2 separate regions of the Sus scrofa genome follow, and region 1 is linked to region 2. The links are chromatin contacts, called in public Hi-C maps. All regions are on one chromosome and are shown on one strand. The core of a region is the stretch at or near the end of the contact, and the rest is flanking DNA. Distances in the headings are between cores, read along the strand shown. Region 1 holds the start of ARHGAP25 (rho GTPase-activating protein 25). Region 2 has its middle 15 kb from the start of GKN3.

Region 1 (6,195 bases), core at 3,356-5,855, 170 kb before region 2:
TACATATATACAAGTAGAGTAGGGGTGGTGAAGGCTGAGAATGGGAAAAACATTTTATGACACATTAAATGGTAGCCATGATTTTCATTTTCTTAATGCTTATTTAAAACTAGCAGAGGCTTTTTTCATGGTAAAAATATCAATAAAAGCAATACATAAAAAGTCCTCTGATGACTGTTACCTCAGGAGGGGAGTCCATCCCCTCAGCCAGTGTCTGAAGCTCTGGCCTCTGGCCCTGCCCTCTCTGCTGGAGGTCCATCCCCCCAAGCCCTGCCCAACTGTCCCCATAGCCATGCACCATTCCCGGCACTTCCCTAAATGGGTCTCCTGTTGTAGTGGCTTTCTGTGGCTTCATCAGCCCTGAACATCTTCCTCCTGCTCCCCTACCTTGCTTCCTGCCCACCTGCTCTCTCCTGGGTCACCTTTCCCAGGAAGCCGTCCCTGGCCACCCACGCTGAGCTCACATTTCCTGCTCTCACCCTACCCCATGCGTGCACTCTTTTTCTGCCTTGAACAGCCATTATGTTTACACATCTCTCTCATGAGTCATTTGAGGCGTAGGCCAGGTTCTTAATCATCCTGTTTACTCAGCATCCCCCCAGCACAGTCCGGGCTACATGTTTAGGGAGTGAGGAAGGAAAGAACAAACGTGAGCTCTAGGCTCCCACACCTGCAGGACATCTGCAGTGAGCACCCCGGGGGTCTCTAAAGGCAACCTCCTGCGCACACAGAGCCCATCACCTTCTCCCTGGGGAACCTTGGCTCCCCCTCCTCACCAGCAACCCTTACTCTTTCTTATCCACTGCCAGTCTCTGTGATTGCAGCCTCCATCTCTGCAGGGATGCGGGACCGGTATCTTGGGCATCTTTTTTTTTCTCCCATAGAAGCTCCCTGCACCAGCAATCCTACTGCCTGGAGGAGTGATGTTTTCCCTTCTCTGCCTCAACGCTGGGGCCGACCCCTCCTCCACTCTCTCTCACCTGGCTGTCTGCCACCAGCAGCCTCCTCATCCCGACCCCAATGAAAGCTCCCCAGTGGCTTTTATTTCTTCCAGTATAGGCTTCTCAGGGAACCTGCTCTGATCCAGCCCCTGGTCTCTCCCTCCAGCTTCATCTCTCCTCAATTTCTCCCCTTTCCTCCTTTTCAGGAGCAACCAGATGTGTTCTTTCTAGGCTCTGTGCCTCTGGCATGCAGTTTTTTGGTTTTGTTTTTCACCCTTTGCTTCCCTAACTCATTTAGGAAGCCTTAATTTAAAAGACACTTCCTCCAGGAAGTCTTCCGTCACGCTGCATGTCCTAATTAGTCTCCTCCGACATAAAGTCCCATAGCTCCCCAAACTTCTCCCAGCATACTCCTTCTCATGTCATACTTTATCATTTACTTAATTGTTCTCTCTCAACAGATTGTAAGTTGCATGGGGGCAGAAACAAAGGCAGCTTGTTCGTGAACATTCCACCAGTATCCAGTAAAAATTAAGTCCTCACTCAGTAAATGCTTAGCATTCAATAGATGAGTAAATGTTTGCTTTTCTTTTTGTTATGGCAGATGTTGGTTGCTTGTTGCAAGCTGGTTTCTTGTTTTTGCAGCCAGACAAGACATCAAATTCTTCATTTTCTGAAAGTCAGGAACGGGGGAGCAGCACTGTAGCCATGTTGCCCTCCACCCCTACAGGCAGCTGACCACCCCAGAGCAGGCACTTTGGAGGGAAGGCCGCTGTGCTGGGCCTTTCCAGGGGTGCTTTTCTTCTGACTGCCTTTCCAAGTATTCACAAGCAACTTCCCCATCAGTCATGAGTTTTTCCAAGACTTACAGGAACCTACCCTAAAGAGTAAAGGAAGTTCTCTATATGTTCCCAAATGCTGCCTTCAAGATAGTTTCAGAGTTCTTGAGGGAAAGGTCCCAGGACTGAAGCTCTGGAGGATGTCAAGTTTCCTGTGGAGATGCTGCTGGGCTGGGACTTGGGATGGCTCTCCACCCTCGGCCCTCCAAGTCAGGACAGGAAAGAGGGGAGCGCTGTTTGGGTTGGGTAGGCAGTAATGCAGAGTGTGGGCTCCGAAGTTTCCAATGAGCTGAGTCAAGTTCAGAGGAATCCAGCACCTGCGGGGTGGTTGGAGGGTGGCTGGGTAAACTGAGTTGGTGTGATGGATTAAAATCTTGATCTGTGAACAGTGACTCCACTCTCCTTTCCCTGCTCCCCCTCAGGGGTGTGTAGACTTCCTGTCCACTGACTTTGGACGTGGTCGTGTGATGTGTTGGCTGTTGGAATATGAGCAGATATGATAAAAAGCAGAGGCTTTAGATATGCTTGTGTGGCTCTTCCCTCTTACATTCCCTTCCTTCACAACAACAAGAATATGCCTCTGGTCACTTCTGCCCCTTCAGCCTGCTCCCCTGAATCTAAAGTTTGGACAGATTTAGTTTGAGATGCCTATTTGTAATCTAAGCAGAGATATGTAGGGTTTGGGGCTTGGGAGTAGTCTGGGCTGGAAAGCAATTGGAGGGATCCAAGGCATAGCCTTTAAAGCCTCGAGACAGATGAGTTCCCCAAGGTGTGGGTATAGATGGAAAAGAAGGCCTCTGAGTGGGTACAGGCTTCCTCCACTCTTTAGAGGTCAAGGAGATGAGATGGAATCAGCGAGGAGGTGGAGATTGAGCAGATAAGCAGGCCACGGAGGAGTTCTAGGATAGCCAGGTGGAGAGAGGGCTTGGGGTTGGAGAAAGTAAGCCGATGTGTCCACAGTGAGGTGACATGCAGACCTGACCAGTGGCTTCAGCGACAGGGATGTTGTCAGTGTTCTTGATAAGAATATATAAGGGAGAGTCATGGAGCAAAAACATCAACGGAAGACACTCAGGACAGAATAATGGGACAGGTGTTTGCAAGTACAGACAATTCTTAGGAAAGCTTGGCTCGAAATGAAGGAGAGGAGTTCCCCTTGTGGCTCAGCAGGTTAAGAACCTGACTAGTATCCATGAGGACACAGGTTCTATCCCTGGCCCTACTCAGTGGGTTAAGGATCTGGCCTTGCTCTAAGCTGCAGTGTAGGTCACTGATGTGTTGCTGTGACTATGGCGTAGGCCGGCAGCTGCAGCTCTGATTCAACCCCTGGTCTAGGAGCTTCCGTATGCCACAAGTGCGGCCCTGAAAAAAAAAGAATGAAAGAAAAAAGAAATGAAGGAGACAAATGGGGCTGTAGACAAAAGGAGAAGTGGTATCAAAAGAGATTTTTTTAAAAAACCCTAGAAGAAAAAAGAATAAGTTTGAATATTGGTGGGAATGATCCCAGAGAAGGAAGAAATGGATGACACGGTAAAGATGGAGGAGGGGTGACACAGCTCATCCATCATGACTGAGAGAAGACTCTGTGCGCGCTCAAACGCAGGCGGGTGGGCAGGTGTGGTGGCAGGAGCTTGCCGACCTTCTTCTCCAGCAGCATCAGCTTTCTCAATGAAACAGGAAGCCGGGTCACCAACAGAGTGAGCATGTGCAAGGCAAAGGCGGAAGCATGGCAGAGTCATCCAGGAGAGCTGAAGAATGAAGGGATGTGGAGCTTGTGCATTGGCCATGCAGTGGCTCTTGTGAACACTCTTATCTCCTGTCTCATTAGCCTACCACCTTATAGCCTTAGGAAACTTATCACCTACTATCTTTAGTAAGCCTCATAACAGCCTCTGAAGTAGGCCCTGTGATCTGCCTCATTTATAGATCAGGATATTAAAGCACAGAGTAGTCAAGAAACGTGTCCAAAGTCACACAGCAAGAAAGTAGTAGAGATGGGATTTGAACACCCCTCAGTCTGGCTCTGGGCCCAAATACTTAATCACTTAAGTTAGTCTGATCCAGTTGGACATAGGAAAGCCTGTCACAGAACTGAACTGAAGGGAATAAGGTTTGCATTAATGTTTGTGGTGCAACAACTGTGTGTCAAGCTCTGTACTAAATGCTTTCACAGTTCTGTGCACTCATGGCTACTATCAACCCATTTTACTGCCAAGGATACTGAGGCCCAGAGAGTTGCAGTTGCTTGTTAACAGCTGCTGAGCTAGGAAGAAGAAAAACTGAGTTTGGAACCCATGTCAATCAGATTCCCAAACCCACACCCTGTACATAAGGTTAAAGAACCATCTTAACATGTGAGTGGGTCTATGTAGCTAAAGCGGACTCATTAGCTAAATGCTTCCAGACCCTCCCGACATCAGGCTGAGATCACTTGGAACCTTTTGTCCTGAGCAGGTGGAGAACTTACTATGTAGGCCTTAGAGCAAGAAGAATTAAAAGTAGTTAACTTTAAAAAAATAAAACTAAAAATAAATAAAGGAAGGTAATTTTGGTGGATGCTGTTTGTCTTACTGAGAGTTTTTGAAAGCCCAGTCTGTCAAGAGAGAAGGGAGGCTTACACGTCGGTGGCCAGGGTCCTGGAATTTTCTTCTCTTTATCTTTTACTCAGAGCTATAGGCTTGTGTCCTAACAGCACTCCCTCCACTTACAGAAGCATTTCCAAAAATCATTTTCTCAAGAAAGAATTTATAATGCATCATCTACCCTGAACAGCCACCCACTTCCTCAAATGCAAGGAAGCAGACAGTTAAAAAAAAAAAAAAAAAAAGCCAAGAGGCAGCCGTTGTTTATCACGACCTCGCCTCAGTGAGGCCTGAGATTCTTTCGAACAGGAGCTTTGCTTTCCCATGACGCAGAGCGAAGTGTCAACTGGGATCTTTCTGGTAATACTGAAAGCAAGACAAGCAGAGTGCACACTTCACAAGGCACGAGTCCCCGAGGGACCAGGGGAGGGCTGGGGTGCCATCCCCGGTGACAGATGGATGGACCTTTCATCTGAGAGAAAGGAGACGACACGTTGGTGAATCAACTTCAAACCCAGGAGTGCCTGCGAAGCCATCACAAAGGGGAAAACACACACACACCAGCAAGAAGATCAAAAAGACCAGCAGGGCGCGAATCGTTGCAAACTCCCGGCTTGGGCAGCTCCTCACCTGACCCAGAAGCAACATGTCCCTGAAGCTGCCGAGAAACTGGGACTTCAGCCTGCGAGGGGAGGCTGGGAAAATAGGTAAGGTCAATGCCTTTTGGCTGCATCTGTGGTTCTTATACTTGAGTTCCCACCATTTGCATGTCGGTCTGCAGGAAGCATAGTCTGCTTAAAAATGGATCTCTCGGGCAAAGCTGGGTTTGGGGTGAGATTTGCATTCACACAGACAGGTTGGCTCAAAGTTCCCAGATGCTGGGGACGGCTTTTCATTTGTTGGGAGGTGGCAGGAATGGAGCTCCTCCGTGTGCCGGATCTGTGCTATTTGGGATGGATGAAGGCTACAGATCACACAAAACACTGTGAGTTTTTCTTTGTTTATCATGAAAGGATCATTTCCCTCCTGTTTGGACGTTCATCCATATTTTGAGTGGGTTTTGAAAGGCGTCCTTGGAAGTGCTTGATCTCTAAGGGAACACAAGGAGTTCTGTTCAGTGAGCTCACTGGGTCACTAGACCGTCTTCGCGGACTCTGGGGACTTGGAGTGGTGTTATTTGTAGCAAAAAGTAAACACGGCGGGCAAGACAGGAACTTAGAGACGCTTGAAGGCAGAATAAAGATATTTAATTAAAGGGACAGAATGGAAGGGAATTCTTAAAAGGAGTTGAAATAAAAGAGATTTTAAGAGTAATTACCTTAAGGGAGTCTGGCATGCTTCCTGAAATATACTGGCCTTTTATCAGCCTCTCCTGTCATTGGTGCTGATGGTGATACATTGATTTTAATCTGTTCTGTAATTGTTATCTTGAAGTTCTTTGGATGGGTTTCTTCTAGTATCAATCACGGTAGTTTAGAGTGGAGCAGTTGGGCTGGAGATGATTCCCTGTATGTTCTACTTACGCTTGTGTAGTGAGATAACGTCCTTGGTATTCGATATAGATCAGAGGTAAGGTGTTTCTGAGGCCTTGGAAAGGTTTTGCTTGGAGCAGCGTTTCGACTTGGGCTTCTAACAGGGGTTAATGTGCTATGAAAAGAAGGGATCCCTTCCAAAGTCACGTAACTGAGTGTTAATGATGTAAGTCTGAGAAAGAATTTGAAGGAAAATTGAGAGAATCAGAGAAGCCATTTATCTTAGTCTGCAGAGAGGACCGGAGGTCCTGGGAATCATTGGATCCTGAGGTCAGTTCAGAGAATGGGGAGTGTGCATACC
Region 2 (6,409 bases), core at 3,629-6,128:
TCCTATGGAAGACTGAATGGGCAAGAATAATCAAAATAAATCTGAAAAATAAGAAGGGGAAAGAAAAATACATTGGAAAGCTATAGTTATATAAGCTGTGATATTGTCACCAGAGTAAGCATTGATCCGTGTAGCACAATGGAAAATCCAGAAGCATCTCTGCATACATTGGAGTTTAGCATACAATAAAGATTCTATTTATTTCAAATCAATGGGGAAGAATTCAACAAATGGGATTGGAAAAACTGACTGTCCATTAAAACCTGAGTCACACATTCATAAAACTTAATACTAAAGCAATTTTAGATTGAAATTTCATATAGTATTAAATCATATAGTATTAAAGGAAAATGTTTGAGGAGTAACTTTTATTTATTTATTTATTTATTTATTTATTTATTTATTTTCAGGGCTGCACCTGCGGCATATAGATTTTCCCAGGCTAGGGGTCGAATTGGAGTTATAACTGCTGGCGTACGCCACAGCCACAGCAATGCCAGATCGGAACCGCATCTTCAACCTACACCAGAGCTCACAGAAATGCCAGATCCTCAACCCACAGAGCGAGGCAAGGGAATCAAACCCACATCCTCATGGATACTAGTTGGATTTACTTCTGCTGAGCCACAATGGGAATTCCCTGAAGAGTAACTTTTAAACAAAAAACATTTTTTTTTTCTTTTTAGGGCTTATGGAAGTTCCTGGGCTGAGTGTAGAATTGGATCTGCAGCTGCTGGTCTATGTTGCAGCCACAGTAATGCCAAATACTTAGCCCAGTGATAAAAGCCAGGATCAAATCTACATCCTTACACACACTATATCAGGTTCTTAACCCACTGAGCCACAACTGCAACTCCTGAACAAATTTTTTAAAGTCCAACAAAATTTAGCCATAGCCGAAGTGATTGATAAATTGATTGCATCTGCATTTAAAAAACTGTGTTCAATAAAAGAAAATAAATAAGGCTAAATAAGTGAAACTCTGAGAGAAGAATTTTGGAATAGATGAGTAGTATACAAAGAAACTCCTATAAATTTATTTTTAAATGACTCAGTAGAAAAGAAGTAAAGTATAAAAATAGGCAAGTCACAAAATAAAAGCAAGTGGTCATTATACTTATGAAAATACATAAATATTCAGTTAATAATAGAGAAATGCAAAGTAAAAAATTATCATGTCATTTTCACCAATTTGGCTGGCAAAAATTGCAAACATTTTTCTAAAACTGTCAGAGTGTAGGAAAAGTACACTCATTTTCTGCTGGTGAATAGTGTAATTATTCAATAAACTGTTATATCTCTACTGAGCACAAACAGAAAAAGGTAAAGGAGATCTCAGGGCATGACAATACAATCTCTGGACATGTTGAATGAAAATCACATTGAAACAAACTACATACAGTACAATACTATTTATGTGAACCATAGAAACACTATTGATTTTCTATGGATGTCCGTGGGCACGTGGGGTATGTGCAGGCAGGCACGCACAGACAAAAACTCCCATCAGGAGTTTACCCAAAAGAACATGATGGTTACTGTAGGAGAGGAGATGGGGATTGAGATCCTGGGCAAAAAGGACTTTAGCCTTAACTTTCAGGTTTTAATAGGATGCATTACTTGTGTAACTAGAGACTTATTCAAAGAAGACACCAATTAATGGGACAGGGGGTATTTTCCAAAGATGGTTGCAACATGTCCAATCCCTCCTGCTCTTGGCAATGTGACCTTGCCACCCACACCCTCATCAGCTTTCAAATATCAGAGCTGGCATCCAAAGCCAGATAGTCTAGATAACATCCCAGCCAAGTCTGTGAATACTATCCAACACTGATCTGACGAATTAACCCACAACAGTCCAGCAATGTACTGCTGCTAAAACCCCATTTTACAGAAGAGAAGCTGAGGCTCATACAAGAATTATAACTAGCAGGGAACTAGAAAGAAAGAAAGAGAAAAGAGAGAAAGGGAGGGAGGGAGGAAGAGAGAAACAAAGAAATCTTTTGGGAAAATAGTCAATCGTCTCATCATAATCAAGGAAATAAAACTAAAACAAAGATAAGATGTGATGCCATACTAAAATCATTAAACTTAAAAAAATAGTATTTATTGCCATAAAATGTATACCCTAGTACATTGGGGGGAAGGTGCAAATGAACAGGATACTTTGGAAAGCAATTTGGCAGTGTGTATCCTGAATCAGAAAGTTTTTCAAACGTTTTGATTTCCATCTACTTCTGGGAGTTTATCTTATAGAAATAATACAAAAGAATAAAAATATTTTCATACCAAGACGGTCATTGCAACTTTATGCATATAATTAGGGGGATAAAATACCTTTTGGATTTTGGATTTGTGTATCTTCCACTTCCCCTTCCTTTTTTTTTTTTTTTTTTTTTTTTGTCTTTTTGCCTTTTCTAGGGCCATTCCCGCTGCATATGGAGGTTCCCAGACTAGGGGTCTAATCGGAGCTGTAGCCACTGGCCTACGCTAGAGCCACAGCAACTTGGGATCCAAGCCACGTCTGCAACCTACACCACAGCTCATGGCAACGCCAGATGGTTAACCCACTGAGCAAGACCAGGGACCGAACCTGCAACCTCATGGTTCCTAGACGGATTCGTTAACCACTGCGCCACTACGGGAACTCCCCCCTCCTTTTTTTTTAAACATTTTTAAATGATTAATCGAAATATATAATTATAAAAAAATTAGGACACCACCCACATTTATTTATGGACTTGTGTTTTTAGCGTCCCATGGGAAATACCCAGAGAGATTATGCAAGAAAAATCATAGTTTTGGGAGAGTGTTGGGGTCAACTTTATTTTCAAGATGGTTAGTAATGTTCTCATCCTGTTTAAAGATTTATTTGTAAAAGGACAAAACTGTTAGAATGCTTGTCTGCCTGCCTGCAGCCTATGGAAGTTCCCAGACTAGAGGTCAAATGGAGCTGCAGCTGCCGGCCTCCACCACAGCCGCAGCAACACAGGATCCAAGCCACGTCTGCGACACACACCATAGCTCAGGGCAACACCAGATCCTTAGCCCACTGAGCAGAGCCAGGGATCAAACCTGCATCCTCATGGATACCAGTTGGGTTCATAACCGGCTGGCTGAACCATAATGGGAGCTCACCAATATCTTTTTCGTAAATCATAGTCTTTTCCTTAAAGAGTCTGGGGCAGAAGACCCTACCCTACAACCTGGTCCAGGATGGGTTTCCTCCTGCTCCCTGGATATGATGACAGTTGGTGGTAAAACACCAGGCCATCCAGGAGCACATGGGGACTGCTCTTGTGTCCAGGGCGGGGAGTCGGGCCTGGAACGTCCAAGGTCCCAGCCCTGCGTGCTTGGCATTCTTCCTCATCCAGGCCTGTCCGCTGGCAGCTGGGGCCCTTGACAGTTGGTTCATCTGCAGTGCAGTTTAAAGCCAAAGACTGCAATTGCATTATTCTCTTATCTAGATTGGGGATTTGCACCTCTCTTGATTTGATGTAGAAAATGGCTCAGAAATCCCCCTTGACAAGCTCTCTCTTTATCAGGAAAGCACTCCGGTCTCACCCACTTAGCAATTCACAGTAAGTGCCTGTATGAGCTGAAATTAGGTAGGTCCCCATCTGCGCTCTCTGTTCAACCCCAAGAGGCAGCGTAGCAAGAACCCAAGCCTGGCCCCCCTCAGCCCCTCTCCTAAAGGCCCAAGGGCCTGGAATGAACCTGGAATGAAGCTCATACAACCCACACCCTTTCAAGAACACCTATTACCGGGAAATAACGTTTCTTCACATTCACTCCTACTGGCCTCCAGTTCATTCTTCACAGAGAATTAGAAAATATTCCTAGTGAATATATAGCACAGGGAAGTATATCCAGTCTCTTGGAAATAGACCATGATGGAAGATAATATGAGAAAAAGAATATATATATATATATATATATAGACATATGTACATATATACATGATTTGGTCACTTTGCTATACAGCAGAAATCAGCACAACATTGTAAATCAACTGTAATTTTTTTAAATGGCAAAACCCCCACAAACTTAAAAAAAAAAAAAGAGAGGCATTCTGGTAGCTTCCCATCACTCAGACAATAGAAAACATCCAGGCCCAGGCTCCACGGCTCACCCCATCTGGCCACTGCCACCTTTCCTACAGAGCGTTGGCGCTTGTCCCAGCTTCTGCTGGGGACACTCTCTCTTCCCTCTTCTAGAGTGACCCCGCATCCTGGTTTGCCTGGCACTTTCCTTTTAACACTGAAGAAACCTCTTTGTCCCCAGCAGACCAGTGGGTCAGGCTGCCTCCCCACCCAACCCCGCTCTCCTACAACTGGCCACACCCATGCTTCGGGAAGGTCATAGCCCCAAAGTCCCTTTTCAGCAAAGACTGACCCCTCCCCCACCACTCCCCTTGCATCTGCACTGGGTCCTCATTGCTCTTCTCTCCAGAGACACTCTTTTTTGGTTGAGGGCCCTTATGGTAATGAGTTACTGCTTCATTCACATCAATTCTTGAGGACATAGATGTTATGCATTGTGTTATGGGCAGGGGATAAAGCAGTAAACAAAGCAGACAGGAGTCCCTAGCTTCAAAGAGCTTACATCCTAGTAGAAGAAATGGCATGATTTTTATAGGCAGACTATATAGTGTGATCTGTGTAACAGAGAAAGAGAAAACAAGGGGGACAGAGAATGTCAGGGGTGGAGTCTGCAGTCTTAGGCAGAGTGTCCAGGGAAGGTCCGATGGAGGTTACATCTTGACCTCAAAAGATGAGGAAGCAGGAGTTCCTGTTGTGCGCTCAGCAGGTTAAGGACTCAGCATTGTTTCCACGAAGATGCAGGTTTGATCTCTGGCCTTGCTCAGTGGGTTAAGGATTTGGAGTTGCTTCAAACTGCAGCATAGGTCACAGATGCAGCTCAGATCAGGTATTGCTGTGGCTGTGGCACAGGCCCCAGCTGCTACTCTGATTCAGCCCCTGGCCCAGGAACTTCCATAATCCACAGGGGCAACCCTAAAAAGAAAAAGAGAGAGAGAAAGAGAGAGGGGGAAAAAAATGAGGAAACAAAAGTAGACTTCTTGTGGTAAAAGTTCCAGACAAATGCAACAGAACATTCAAAGTCCCTGAGCAAAGATAGTAAGAAACCCAAGTGGCTGGAGTTGAGAGGTAAGAGAGAAGCTGCAGAGAGGAAACAGAGGTTGGACCCTGTGGGGCCCAGGAGGTTCCTGAAACTCATGTGGCTTTTACACTGAACAAGATAGAAAGCTACAGCTGAGTTTTGACAAGGGAAAAACATGATCTGCCTTAGAAGTGAAGAGGGATGCTCCGACAAACACTTGTTAGGAGAATTTCAAAGATTCTGGGGTGGGTTAAACAAGGGTAGTAGTTTCAGTGTTGATGAGAAGCTCTTTAATCCTGTGTATATATTGAAGGTAGAGCTAGAAAGGTTTTCTGCTAAACTGAGTATGGTGAGAAGAAAGGAAGAGTCAGGATGGTTCCAATGACATTGACCTTAGCGAGTAGAAGTATGGTGGTTCCATTTGCTGAGACGGGAAAGGCCGTAGGCAGAAGGTTTGTGGGGACAGAACAACTGAAGTGCAGTTAGGAACATGTTGACCTCTAGATGATCAGATATTAATCAAGCAGAATTAGAGTCTGGAGGTCGAGAGAGAGAGAGAGGGAGGGAGAGAGAGAGAGAGTTGGGCTGGACACACACTGGGAAGTTATTAGAGTAGAGACTCTTTAAAACCATACCACTGTGGTTGGAATGACTAAGTGAGCTAAATATACACAGAAAAGAGGAAAGGTCCAAGGACTAAGTCTAGGACTGTCCTCAAAATGTTGGGGAACTGAAAGCGAGAAGGATGGTTGGAAATCATGGAACAAAGCCAGGCCCATGGAGGGGAAATAGGGGGCTCAACCAGGTCAGATCTGCTGGTTTGTTGAGTAAGAGGAGGACTCAGACCTTTGTCTTCGGTTTGTCAAGGTCATTAGGTAATGCCTTTGGGGCTAAGCCTGATGAGAGGGGCTCATGGAAGTAGGCAGAAGCAGCATGGACCTCTTTTTCAAGGCATTTTGTTCTAAAAGGGAGGAGAGAAAAGGACTAGGACTTTTCTCTAGGAGTGGGAGGTGATTGCAAGAGAGTCATTTCTTTCTCTCTCTCTCTTTTTTTTTTTTTTTTTTACAGTTTCTGTCATTTTATTTTGTTTGAATGTGGGAGGTATAACAGAGTGTATTTTTGCTTATAGGAATAGTCCAGAAGAGAAGCAAAAAATGGATGATATAGGGAAGAAACATTTATAAGAGCTAGAGAGACGTGCATAAGTGGGAGTGAAGAACTGCTTTCTGGAACCAACGCAGAGGTGGACTTTAGCTGCTGTGGACAAAGAATGACACCTGCCATTTCA

What was found. Hi-C and Micro-C count contacts between places; a contact is called where the count stands out from the background.
Region 1: a Hi-C map of retroperitoneal adipose tissue shows a contact between it and region 2, with 1.9 times the contacts expected there. A contact is called at or near these places in 2 of 5 promoter capture datasets (fetal skeletal muscle and liver), 27 of 47 Hi-C or Micro-C datasets (alveolar macrophages, blood, brain and 14 more) and 2 of 2 datasets of targeted methods (alveolar macrophages and skeletal muscle).

Annotation. Positions count from the first base shown.
Region 1 is chr3:73,648,407-73,654,601 of Sscrofa11.1, reverse strand. It overlaps ARHGAP25 (rho GTPase-activating protein 25), which reads left to right and starts at 4,605. Exons shown (of 10, transcript XM_021087416.1): 1 at 4,605-5,069. The coding sequence starts at 5,009.
Region 2 is chr3:73,479,675-73,486,083 of Sscrofa11.1, reverse strand. No RefSeq gene overlaps it. Among named protein-coding and RNA genes, the nearest start is that of GKN3, 15 kb to the right of the region's middle.